Linked DNA regions of Rattus norvegicus: region 2 is linked to region 1. Evidence: chromatin contacts called from public Hi-C data. All regions are on one chromosome and are shown on one strand. Each heading gives the region's core, a stretch centred on a gene start, on an enhancer-like site or on the middle of the called end of the contact. The rest is flanking DNA. Distances are from core to core; before and after follow the strand shown. Region 1 holds the start of Zfp24 (zinc finger protein 24). Region 2 holds the start of Ino80c (INO80 complex subunit C).

The links. Hi-C and Micro-C count contacts between places; a contact is called where the count stands out from the background.
Region 2: a contact with region 1 is called in a Hi-C map of liver, with 2.4 times the contacts expected there. The contact joins the promoter of Ino80c here to the promoter of Zfp24 in region 1. A contact is called at or near these places in 2 of 12 Hi-C or Micro-C datasets (liver and psoas muscle) and 1 of 1 datasets of contacts at active chromatin or transcription factors (oligodendrocytes).

What each region holds. Positions count from the first base shown.
Region 1 is chr18:15,577,761-15,584,435 of GRCr8, forward strand. It overlaps Zfp24 (zinc finger protein 24), which reads right to left and starts at 4,201. Exons shown (of 4, transcript NM_182955.1): 1 at 4,130-4,201; 2 at 1,141-1,640; 3 at 764-911. The coding sequence starts at 1,560.
Region 2 is chr18:15,665,537-15,672,211 of GRCr8, forward strand. It overlaps Ino80c (INO80 complex subunit C), which reads right to left and starts at 2,608. Exons shown (of 5, transcript NM_001017446.1): 1 at 2,354-2,608. The coding sequence starts at 2,506.

The DNA of each region.
Region 1 (6,675 bases), core at 2,951-5,450:
CACACATGCTACAAAGACACACATGAAGGCAAATAAAGACTCTAGGGAATATTACAGGGAAAAACTGAAATAGTTGAAATTTTAGGAAAACTTCAGTGATACAATAAATAAAAAGGTTGTGGGAGGTTTCAGATAAACTCACCAGGTCAAGTGATAAAAGACACACGCGCGCCCGCAGTAAACAAGCAGTGAGTTGTTGTCTGCACGGCTGTTAAATATGCTCAGAATTTGGAGGGAAAAAAGATAAAAGAAATACGATGGGAATTTGCTTTGTGTCCGCAGGACTTTGACATAATTCGTCATGTTTTATGGTTTGTTTTTAGACTTGATTATAACTTCACATACACACACAGCCAAAATCATTGAAAGTGTAAGTTAAAAGAATAAAATATAATCCAACAATAAAAAAAAAATTCACTAGGTCAGTACAAAGGAGATGGAAAGCAAAAGAGCATGAAACGCAGCAGCTCAGGAATCCCATGAACAAAGCAGCCTTGGCTACAGGTCCTGGCTGAGAAACACACAAATGCTACATGGGCACAAATGTGAGCCCTACACAGGCAGGTCTTCATGAAAGAAGACGGCAAAACCGCTGAAGATGTTAATGTCTGGGAGTAAAAGTACCTCAGGCCAGTGAATCAATCAGCAGAAAAAGACAAGCTCTTAATGCAGACATATTTCTAAAACTGCAGACTAAAAGGGGTTTGCCACAAGAACAAGCAAAGCACTCTGGGGAAAGTCAACATGGTGTCCTGGTCCTCACCACAGTGCCTCAGAGAGTGGAGTTCCCAGGATGCCCACTTGAGCTGGTTCTCTACGGCGTCAAGCTCAGAACTCGGTAATCCCTGAGCGTCTTCTTGAGATGCTATCTCTTCTACAAGTACTTCCCGTTTCCGCCGACGGAGAGAAACCTGAAAACAAGATTTGAGTTTGGTTGAGAAGGGACTCTGACACTAAGCAGTATAACAGAACATACAGAAGACATGAGAATCCTAGCTAGCAGCACAGCGGAGGTCCTGCCGAGTTGCAAGGACACTGGAGGGAGGTACAGATATAACTTAGCCAAGTGCAGTTAATCCAGCAGTTTGCCTACTGCTATGTTAGTGTCCTGCCTTGGGGAAATGAGTCAAGCATGCTCACCGGCTGTCCAGGGTCATCAAGTTCACTCTCCAAGTCCTCTAGAACAGTCACTGCCTCCTCTCCGTTCTCTGGGTGATGCTCTCGAACCAAAGTCTGTAGCTCCCTGGGGAGGATGGCGACAAACTGCTCCAAAACCACCAGCTCCAGTATCTGCTCCTTCGTGTGCGTCTCCGGTCTGAGCCACAGGCGGCACAGTTCTCGGAGCTGGCTCACCGCCTCTCGCGGTCCTGGTGAATCCTGGTATCCAAACTGCCTGAACCGCTGCCGGAAAATCTCCGGGTCAGGGAGATGGTTCCAGGAAATGCTCGATCCTTCTTCACCGTCAGGATCCTCCTCTAGTTTCACTCTCAGAATTTTTTCTTCTTCATCTGGATTTGGGATGATAAGTATTGAATCTTCTTCCACTGACTGGGCAGACATCCTGTTACAATACCTCCAAGAAAAGGCAACTGAGGCAAGGTACAGACCTCAGAAATACCCTGTTTTCCTCAAAAGTACTCCTAAGGTACAAGAAATAAAAAACACATAAATCACCAAGTACCCCATGATATTCGAAAAGCAGAAGGAAAAAAAAAGAGATACATTGCTTTACTTGATTAAAACTTGAAATCAATAACTTACACTGACTGAAAGTCTGCCATAGCTGGTAAACCACAGCCTATTTACCCTGCTGCCTGCTACACCATCCGTAGAGAAGTAGTGTAAACGTTTTAATGACTAAAAAAGTACAGAAATACTTCATGCTGAGAAAATATGATGTGTCTGTCTAGGACCAGCAAGGTTACTCATCTGGCAAAGGCCTGATGACTTGAGTCCAATGACCAACATGTACATAAGAGAAAAATTATTTCTGCAAGTCTGGTCTTCACAAGTGGGACAGACAGACACACACACAGAGACAGACAGACAAACACACACACAAGATGTAAAAATGTCTTTAAAAATGGTTTATGTACACTGTTTTTGCTTGCATGTATGTCTGTGTGAGGATGTCAGACCCCTTAGAACTGGAGTTAGAGACAGTTGTGAGCTGCCATGTGGGTGCTGGGAATTGAACTTGGGTCCTCTGGAAGAGCAGCCAGTGCTCTTAACCACTGAGCCATCTCTCCAGCCCCATTAATATGTTTACATTTTGTGTATATAAGTCATTAAATTTAATCGTGGTTTGGGCTATAATGTGGTAGAGTTGACAGTATTCAATGATTTCAGCTAAGATCTAAAACAATGTAATATTTACCAGCTTGCTCTTTTTAGGAAAAAAAAAAGATTGCTAATTTGTGACATATAGTCTACAAAGGGTAATTTAATAGCCTACAGTATCTGGGTAAGATGCAGTCTACCTCAGTGTTCTCCAAACGTCCTGAAGCTTGGGACTGGAGAGTTGGTTCAGCAGTTAAGAATGCATTCCCCTGCAGTGGACCCTGGTTTGTTTCCCTGAACCACAAACTCCTCTCTCTTCTCACCTCCTCAGGCACCAGGCAAACACACAGTGCAAATATACATAAAATAACAAACTAAGTATTCAGAACAGTAGGACACATAAAACATGTTTTTTGACATTTATTTCGTGTTGGAACACATCAGCACAGGTGTGGAGGTCAGGGGACATTAGTTCCCTCCTGCTATGTGCAATCTGGGATCTTGGGAACAAGCCCCCGACCTGATGAGGCACCCTACTTTTCATTTTTTGCAAACCTGGAGTAGGAAATAGATCAACCGTTCTCCCAGTTAGAATCCCCCAGAATGAGAGACTATCCTTACCCATCATGCTCTACTGCTGAGCTAATCCCCAGAATTGTCACAAATACTCTAATGTTTGTTTAGGAACTCCCTAAACTTAAAATATATGCGAAAAATGTTCACTAGTAGATAGGTATGCGCCCAAAAGCCCAACATTGTAGGCTTTACATGCAGAAGCAAGATTATGGTCATCCATGTGGCAAAGCCAACCTGGGCTATTAGATCTTGTCACAGACTTTCTTTTACACAGTTCAGTAACAGATCATATAACACTGGGGAAGGAACTATTTCACATAACATACAAATGTTACTCAGGCTTCCACCACACCATACATACATTTAAACTTACAGTGACAAGCTTCAACCACAGCAAATTCTATTAGGAAAAAGCACTCACAACTTCTCAGTGTACGGGAGTCTTTTCCCTGATGAAGCTTCCCCTAACTTTTCCTTTGGGGAAATCTGAGCTACTTTCTGATGCTTTTGGAATTTGCAAAATCATAGCCGTGCCACGGTTTACAGCACATAAAGAATAATAAGTTTACGGCTACTGTTTATTAGAGCCAAGAACTTAAGAGACAGAAACTTAAGAAAACCATATTGAAACCGATCAAGATGAAGACAAAAGATCAGAAAAGGCTGTCTCAAACTGACAGGTCATATAGACACTCAGGAGTGGGATGGCCTGATATCAAAATCTAAGTTCTTATTCCTGGACCCGATTCTATCAGCAATCAAGCATTTCTATGTGATAGAAACTGCTTTTTCTTTTACTTTGTACTGCACCAAGCTCGTGGGATGTGGAGGAACGCCGTCCGGCACTCGGCGGGATCCTGGTCTTCAGCGACCGCCCGCCTCACAGCGCTGAGCCCAGCCTGCCCCAGCAACTCGGACGTCCTCTTCCCAGCATTCACCAGGAAGGGCTGCAGAAGCCCCAGAACCACCCCGCCACACAGGACAGGCACTTCCGCCCGGGACCGGCGGGACTACAAATCCCAGCAGGTCGCGCGCGAGAACGGCCGGATCCCCCCTCGGCTTGAGCGTCTCCCAGAATCCTCCGCGAGCCGCTAGAGCCTCGAAATAGAACAAAACCGGCCCGTGGGGGAGGGGAAAGCAGGCCGGAGAGGATGCGGGCGCTGGAGGCTCTGCGGACCCCCGAAGTGCCGCAGGTCGCCGCCGCCCTTCCGCCGCCGCGGCCTTTTATGCGCACGCCCGGAATGCTGAGCGTCGCCGGCCTCTGGACCCTTACCTGAGCCCCCGCCTCCTCGAACCCTACCCCCGCGCGCTGCTGACCTCTGGCTCGGGACCCGCCACAGCCTCGTCGTCCCGGGCAGACGCTGCGCCGCCGCTTTCAGCCGCTTCCCACAAGCCCCCGGCGCGCACGGCTTCCGGTCCGCAGGACGGGGGGGGGGGCGGGAGGGAATGGGGAAGCCGAAGCCCGGAGTTGCCATGGGGACGCGCGGTGAGCGGGGGAGGTGCCGCTTGATGACAATGGCCGCATTGAGGCTGCGCTTGGCCTTGCGCCTCTCACTGAGTGACTGTTGCTCTCTGTTCCACTTTAGAGAAAGGAAAGGGGAGCAGGAGGAACGTGGGCGGCAGTTTCACAAGTGCCCGGTGCTCCTCGCCGGAGCCCTCTGGAGTAACTAGCTTACTCCAGAGTTCTGAAACGTTCTGAAAACGTGCCATGATCGTGTCAGGCACCGTCGCTGTACAATACGTGTAAATCGTTTTTCTTTACCCGCACATCTTTACTTATTGAGCCTTTGGCCCTGAAACAAGGTTTGCCTCTAAACATGCCCCAAACCATTGTCTTCCACTACTGTGTTTCAAAGATTATGACAGATTATCAAAGAAACAAGATAGTTGAGACCTTTGTCACAGAGAATTGCAGAATATACTCATGCTGGTTGTTTGATGCCAAAAAAAGAGCTGCAGTCATAATCACTTAGATTGCCTCATTTCCCTATTTAAAGTGGATTTCAGCTACCTCAACTACCTTGACATTAAATAATTGTTACGTTGTTCTGTAGGCCATCTCTGGTCTGTTGCCTGCCTTTGCCTTCTGACCATGCGTGACTTGGACTTATTGTACAGCCTCAGCCTCACTGACCAATGAACGCCCTTTCCTCCAGGTGGCCTCAAGATGCTTGTGGACACTCTGAGAAGTGATCGCATTACTTAGCTGTGCTTTGTTTGAAAGTCTTGTAAAAAGTTGGGTCCTCCCTGTCCCTAGTTTCAGGATGCTGGCTGGTACATAGAAAACTCAGTAAGCACACTTTGAATAAATGCATCAATTGTGGGCTGGTCACATTGCCTGCGGCCTTTGCTAGGTCACATGTCAAGTCTCGGAAATCGCACAAAAGAGCTCTGTTTTGGAAAAAGTCTTGTTAGAAGCAAAGGTCAAGTTTGCAGAACACTTAAAGGATCCTCAAGCCTTGCCCTATTGTCTCATTCAGAAGGGCCTCTGCAAAGTGTCCTGGGCCTCTGCAAAGTGTCCTCGGCCTCTGCTTGTTAGTGAATGAGAGAGCAGTAAACAAGCAGCTCACAGAATAGCAAGACTTCCCATTCCAGCCAGAGCTCACCTTCCCACAACCCCTGTAACTTTTCACTCTTCACTGTGAGGTTTTAGTACAGCCTTCCCCCATCTCCTGTTTGGCTGTAGACAGGATCCGGCTTGGCTGTTCTCTGCAACCTTTTTGTCTATTGTGATTCCGAAGAGCTAACTCAAAGCATACTTTGTTTTGTTTCTTTAAGAGATTTTATAGCAAGTTAATACTGAAAAACATAATAAACCCACTCAAGTAAAAAATGTGACATTTTGTAATTTGCTTTGCCTTTTGATCCATTCTCAGTTAATTTTAAAGTAGTGAATGGGAAGGAACCATAGTGGGAATTTCCTTATGACATTACTTCTTTGCATGCACCCAGTTTGGAAAACTGTCATTTCAAGCCCTTTTTTCCAGAATGGTAACCCTCACTGTCTTCTTAAAAGTCTAGGCAACCTGGAGCTTGGAGCTGGAGAGACTGTCGGTTAAGAACTTGGTCTGCTGTTTAATAGCCCATATCTGCTTTCCAGCTCACAACCACCTGCCCTACAGCTCCAGGGGGTCCAACAACCTCTTCTGTCGCTACCACACTTGCATACACATCACACACAGTCAACATACATTTAAAAGATAAATGTTAAAATATTTAGAGCATCCTGTTCCTCTGGGTAGCCCAAGTGAGGGAGTAGTCCCATACCAGAGGTGATGACCTTGCACTCCATCCACACAGGCCTCATAGCTGAGGCTCGGTGGAATATCAGATCCTGTTGGAACAGATAGATGGGAGGCTTGTGAATACTTACTACCGGACCATTTCTTTCTGTGCCTCCCTACCAGGTTGTCCTTGACACCTTTTCACCTCCTCTTAGGTAATCATGGCACTGCCTTGCCTTCCTAGTTTAGGTACAAACTTTGAAACCCAAATTGATTAGCTACAAGAGGTTCTATAATTCACCCCACTCCTTTATATCGTTTGGGTGTAAGAGATGATCTAGCACCTCTGGCCGATCTTGCTTACATTCTCTTCTTGTAGAACCCAATCTACATGGTGGTACAAACCTTTAATCCTTGCACTTGGGAGACAGGCAGGCCGATCTACATATTAAGTTCCAAGCTAGGCAAGGCACCATGGTGAGACCCTGTCTCAACCCTAAAGAGGCTCATTTCTAATTTTTCTTAAGATTTAATTTTAGTTTTAATTATGTGTATGCATGTGTCCCTGTGCACCCTTGGAGGTCAGAGGGTGTCA
Region 2 (6,675 bases), core at 1,358-3,857, 86 kb after region 1:
AGTAACCTAGACTAAGAAGCCCAGCCTGGGCTACACAGTGAATTTACAGTCAGCCTGGGCTATAAAGGAAGACTCTTCTCAAAAAATGTGGGGGTGGGGTGGGGTGGAGGGGGAAGAAGTTAACTCAGACTAGGTGTGGCACCGCATACTTTTAATACCAGGAATTCGGAGGCTGAGGCAGGAAGGGCTATACTGTGATTTCCAGGCCAACAATGTCTACATAGTAAGGAAGCCCTATTTCAAACAAACAAAACAAAATATGGTCCACAAAGAACAGGACATAGTAAAACATGTCTTTAATCTCAGCACTTCGAGGCAGGGGCAGGTGGATCTCTGGGAGTTCGAGGCTAGCCTGGTCTACATACCATCAGTTCCAGGTCCAGCACGGACATTGTTGAGAGTTTGTATCAAAAAACAAAAGTAAAAACAAACGAAAATACCTAAAAGAAAAAGAAAACCCCAAAAACTCATCTTAAGGCAGTGACTATAGTACTAGGTCTGGGCACAAGTGAATATTAGATCACATTAAGGACAGACGACAGGGGAAGACACAGAATGCAGCTCATAAAGACTCCAATCAAAAGTATACAATGGGGGTTGGGAATTTAGCTCAGTGGTAGAGCGCTTGCCTAGCAAGCATCAAGGCCCTGGGTTCGAGCCTCAGCTCTGGAAACATAACGAAGTCCTGTTTCAAACCAAACAACCCAGGCGCACACCTTTAATCCCCGCACTTGGGAGGCAGAGGCCATCTCTGAGTTTGAGGCCAGGCTGGTCTACAGAGTGAGTTCCAGGACAGCCAGGACTACAAAGAGACCCTATTTCAAACGGATAGGTTATGTCTCTGCCGCCGGTGCAATGAGCCAGTTTAAACCAGATTATATTATATTAAAGGCTGCTCTCCGGTGAGCAAATTCACTGGCTCCAAGGATTGAGGCCAGGGGAGCCTCCATGGAGAAAGGGTGGGTGTAGAGGAAGAAGAGAGAAAGAGAGAAGGGGCGTGTGCGTGATGAGAAGAAGAAAGAATGTGACTAAAATGTCTGGATTATATAGGGAAGAGCCTCTGGGAGAAGGGCAGCCCAGCCCCTTGTGCTGTAAAGTTCAGGGTAGGGGGCAAGGTATGCCAGGCAGAAACAGAGGGATGCTGGGAGAACCTGGAGGCCAGGTCTGCTTTGTTATGTAAAATATGCACCTCAGTCCCCTGCCCCCCAGTCTGAAACCAAACATAAACGACCCCCCCCTAAAAAAAAAAAGGTGTACATATAGAAGAAACTGGGCATGGTAGTTCATGCCATTAATCCAGTTCTAGGAGGGCTAAACCAAGATTATTCAAGATCAGCCTGCCTTACATTTTTCTTGTGGCAAACGAACAAGAACCACTGTTCTATAAGATGCAGACAATTACATTAGTGTTTGTTAAAATCTAATTGAGGTAAGAGATGTTGGAAGAGTGGTTACCTCTGGCAGGGAGGACAGAGCAGAGTGACAGAATTGCAAGGCTGAGGCATGGGGACAAGATCAACAGGAATTTTCTGGACCTCTCTTATCTGGAGACTAGCCTCGGTTTGTGTGTTCCATTGCATGCAAGTATAGTAACTTAATATGCTAAAAGGAATACCAATTACCAACAGAGTCCCTGGGCAAATGCACCACACAAACTGAGGGCCATAACCACCTTCTAAATCCAAGAACATAACCAAGCCACTGCTGGTCTCTGACAGCACTTTTGTCATTGACCTCAACCTCTTAATTTGTCTGCTTGTTTGTTTATCGAGACAAGGTTTCTCTTTGTAGCCTTGGTGTTCTGGAGCTGGTTCTGTAGATCAGACTGGCCTTGAACTTGCACAGAGTTACCTTGCAAGTACTGGGATTAAGGGCGTACGTACATCATCAGTCTTTTAACATCCATATTTAGCACATGTAAGGGGAACGAAGGAACCCACTGGTATCAGCCATCTTTGTACCGCTCCATGCTGTACACTGGGAAGACCCCTCAGACTCCCACAGGGTGTCTGCGAGATGCGCTGTGGGTGACCCGCGAACTTCTCATGCAGAAAGATACAGAAAACAAGTTCTGACGGAACTAGGCGTTCCTGCTAAACCGATTACAACCTCCTACATTACTATATGACGCGGATGGCCTTTTGATCAAAACCACAGGTCCAACCTATGACTCAAATATACCAACTTCCAGCAAAAATTAGGATGTGCCTCGGAGACTACAGAAACCTCCCCCGAACCCCCGTCAATACTGGCAGTGCGCACGCGCCTCAGCTTCCGCCCTCCCTGCGCAAGCGTTCTCGGCGCCTCTCGGGCCTGCGCATGCGTTCTTGTTCCCAGCCGGTGCGGACACTACCTGAGCAAAGCCGGAGGCCGACAGTTTTTTCTTCTTACTAGCACCATATCCCCCTCCGCTGCTGTTGTGAGAAGGGCTAGCCGGCCTCTTCTTGCTGTTCCTAGCTACGGTGGGAGTAGAGGTAGCAGCCACGATTGGAATTTGAGCCGCCATTCTGCCCGCAGTCGGCCTGCGGCTCCCCGCCCCCACCCCTCCCAAGGCGAGCCCTAAAACTTCCGGCTAGATGTTACTTCCGTGTTGATGCCAGGAAACTCCGCGAGCCTCTCGAAGCTTAACAGAGTCCTCCCCTGCGGCTCTTAGGAGGCGGGGCTCGGAAGTGTTCCTTCCGGGTCAGAAGGCGTCGGGCTGGTGACTGCTGCTGGCACTGTGAACCTTGGCCTGGGGCACGTGCCTGGAGGGTTCCAATGAGCATCCGGTGTTTTAGTAACATTCTTTTTCTTGGTTTTTAGACAAGATCTCTGGATGACCTGCAGCTTGCTATGTAGACCAAGCTGACCTCAAACTCATGTAGCCAAGTTATCTTTGAATTCTAAAGCTCTACCTTCCAAATGACAGGATTACAGTGACATGCAAGTCATGGATGCATTATGATCATGTTTGGGTGCAGTAAACAAAAAAAAAAAAGGATTGAATCCTTACAACTTAGTAGTTAAATGACTATCACAGGCTAGAGACTGATGCAGAAGCAAAGAACAGTGAAGGAAAAAAAAGGACTGAGTAATACTGTTACTGACACCCCTTCTTGTGTGGAATTTCCCATTCCAGATGGCCTCCCCTATCCTCACCCCGTCGATTTTATTCCTTGTCACAAGGACTCATGCCTCCCAAGCGCCAATCACTCAAGCAAACCTCTTACTCCAGCCACCCCTTCATCTTTTCTGTTCTTACCCCAGGGACAGTCTCCCATGCAATCCCTGTGACAGTCTCCAAATGGGAGTCTGAGTTGCCGCCATTTCAGAATCCTTGGCTCTCACACTGGCTGCTAGCATGAGCTTTTACATCTAATTGTAGCACTTAACTTTCTGAGGTACAGGCCTCTTTATCCTCTAGATAAAAACCATATAACTTTACTTTAGCACATTAAGTCCTTAATAACTCCGGCTCACCCCTCTTTTGTTCAGTTCTCAACAGCAACCAACAACAAATCTTTGTGCCCTGCCAAAGACGAATTCTATTTCCTAGGGAATTCTGGTCTCTGAACTTGTGTTTTTGTTTCCTTGTTTCCTATGAATGCCTAGCTCCTGGCCTGGTGACATCCATTTTGCCTCAGTTCAAATTCTAGCTCTAATAAGCAGTAGTGTACCCTCCTTCCTTTTGCCCCACCCTCTGAATTTTGTGCAAACGCCTCTGAGGACCTTGGCCCACTTCCGTAATATTTACCAAGTTCAGATATGAAGGAGTCGGACAGTGGATGGACCACCACTTGGCTTCCAGCCGCCACACTCAAATGCAGTCTCACTGATTGCTTTCTTCCTGAAATTCTCCCCCTGGTTTCTGAAATGTCTCCATCCTCTTATCTCCTCCTAAACTCTGGTTGTCTTGTTTTATCAAATGCTTTGTGATGCTACTATATGGTTTTCAAAATTGTGTCGTATAGTCATATCCTCATGAAGATACATTTTTAATGTTTCACAGGAGTCATCGTGAGTAGCCATGATTGAACCGGGATCTTCTTATTCCGTTCTTTTATGTTAAGAAGCCCCTGATATCCGAGGCCCTCTGCCCTTCCAAGTCTTTGTTTCCTCAGTCCTTGCTTTCAATTCGATGCCTGTGTGAGTCATTACTTCCAATTCCAGCTGACAGACTCTGTGTTTTCAGATCATGCTTCCCATCTGAAACCCTTCCATGCTTTCTCCCATCCCTAGAATGAATCTGACAGTCCATAGCACTGTTTTAAAGGCCTTCAGAAACCCACCATCTCTGCAGACTGACGTCTCTTCAGGTCTCTACACTCCCTCTCAGTTGCCAGTCCCCAACACCAGCTGTGTTCCCTCCTCCCTCAAGGCCTAGGCACACATTGCTCCTCCTGTTTGGGTATTACATTTTTTTCCCAGTTCCTCCCTCCTACAGTTCTAGTAACTTCTACTTACTCTTTCATTTTGGGTTGACATTGGCTCATCTTTAGTTTTCCCCATCCTTCTGATCCAGTTCCATGTTATCACGAGCCAGAACCTGTTTATTGCCTTCTATACTCTAATTCTGGAGGATGGAGATTAGCAGAAGCAAGAAGACTATTAGTTTCTGTTGTTGAGGAGCCCCCAGTCTAGCAGGGAAGAACATATTTGTTGTAGTAAATCTTGTCTTCCCAGTTGGATAAAAGCTGACTGTGTGCAGTTATCAGAGTCATCAAGGATTGAGTAGCAAAGCATCAACAGATGGTGGCCATAAAGACATGAGAATGCTGATGGACATCTACAGAAGTTACAAAGGCTTTTAAGTTGGTCAGAAACCTGCTCTACATCCACCACAGAAGTGCTGGTCACTGCCACTGACAGCACACGGAGAGACCTCTTAGACTTCACTGCATGCATAGCACACATGGTATCAGTGAGCATTAGAATATGGAGCAGGGAACATAGCTGGCCCATACTTAGCTAGTGACTTTCCCCTAAACTCCCAGCCATCCCTGGAAACTCGGAAGGCATATCTCACCTCTGCTGCAGGATGTACCCTTTTGTGGGCTGCCTCTGCAGCTTCCTTACTGGTCCCTGAAGCTCCTGGGTCCCCCACCAGTGCCACAGTTCTTTCACTAAAGGCTATTAAAGCCTTCCTGTGGTGCTGGAGACACTAGACTGAGGGTACTAGTTAAGCAGAGTTTTTGATCCCAGTTAAGATGTAAAGATTACCAGTAAATAACATATTCTTAAGCTAGTGCATATTTTGAGACATAGAGTGCCAGGTTTATTGTCTCTCAAAAAAGCTCAGGAAATACAGTGGATATTTAGGATCAGACTGGTTTTGCTGTCTGGAAAACAACCGGTGCATTTCCTCTTGATAGTGTGTGTGAAGTATGCAAATTATCACTCCCATGTAAAAAGTGACTAGTAAAGGACTCCTCAATGATGGGAACAGACCTTGAAACGGCTGAAGTCACGATGCTGAGAAAGCTCTCCCAGCTTCCATGAACCCTTGCTCCTCAGTCTATCAGGATGCATCAACATGTGTGGAGTTCCAACCCCTGCATCCAAACACAGCCTCCTGTTGACCTCCCCTCAGGACTTTGAGGTGATGCATCAAATCTAGGAAGGGGGTCCTCAGTGGCCCTGAAAAGGGAATAAACCCATTTGAGCCAAGACTCTGAGGTCCTCATTACCTAGAGTAGGTTCTAGATTGTAAGCCAATAACCCGGGCAGACACTCTTACTTGTTTCTATCTCCTTCCTTAGTGTAGACAGGCAAAGTCAAAAGAGGGCCATCCTGCCCAGTCCACATTGCCCCCCGGAGAACAGGTCTCAGCCTAGAGAAGGCCCCAGATGAACGTGAGCGAGGGGTGCAGAACTCCAGTTTTCCCTACTGCCGAACTGGGAGAGAGAAAGGTGGGTCCAAGAGAAGATATGCAGTTGTTCGAGGTGCTGGGAACTTGATGTGATCAACATCTCCTAGGCCAAATTTCCACAAAAAGCAGGGAGAGGAGGAAACCACGGGATGGGCAAAGTGTCAAAGATGTCAGAAGGCCCGGTGCAAGGCTTGGAGAAGCCATTCTAAGGGATTGTGAGGGGTGGCCTCCTGACATTGTGACTGGGCTCAGCTCACTTCGGGACAGCCTTATAGCCACTGTAGTGTGAACAGCCAGATACTGACTCTTTTCCACAGACACAGCTAGGGCATCCATGCTCATGAAAATTTGATCCCCAAAGACTGTTGCTTTACAAAGCCTGAATACAGGAAGACGGATTTTATAGACTATTCTGCTTACTGAAGTGACTTCTTAGATGTTAAGTAAATACCAACTTAGCATTACATATATGACCCTAAAAGGGCTGACAAACATGCCCTAACAGTGGACTTCTTGTCTTTCATTGTAAGAGTTGGTATCCTGTTAGCAGAGCGGCATTCCCCTGACCCTTAGTACCCATCCCTTTGAGTCTGCCTCTGGGCACTGGTCCTCCCCTCTCTCTTAGCAGAGGCCCTACCCCTCACTTAGCATGAGCTGTTTTTTTTTTTTTTTTGGTCTTTTTTTCGGAGCTGGGGACCGAACCCAGGGCCTTGTGCTTCCTAGGCAAGCGCTCTACCACTGAGCTAAATCCCCAGCCCCATGAGCTGTTATTTTTACACATACTCTTTGTACATACCATAGAGAATGAAACCGATGATTACTGTAAG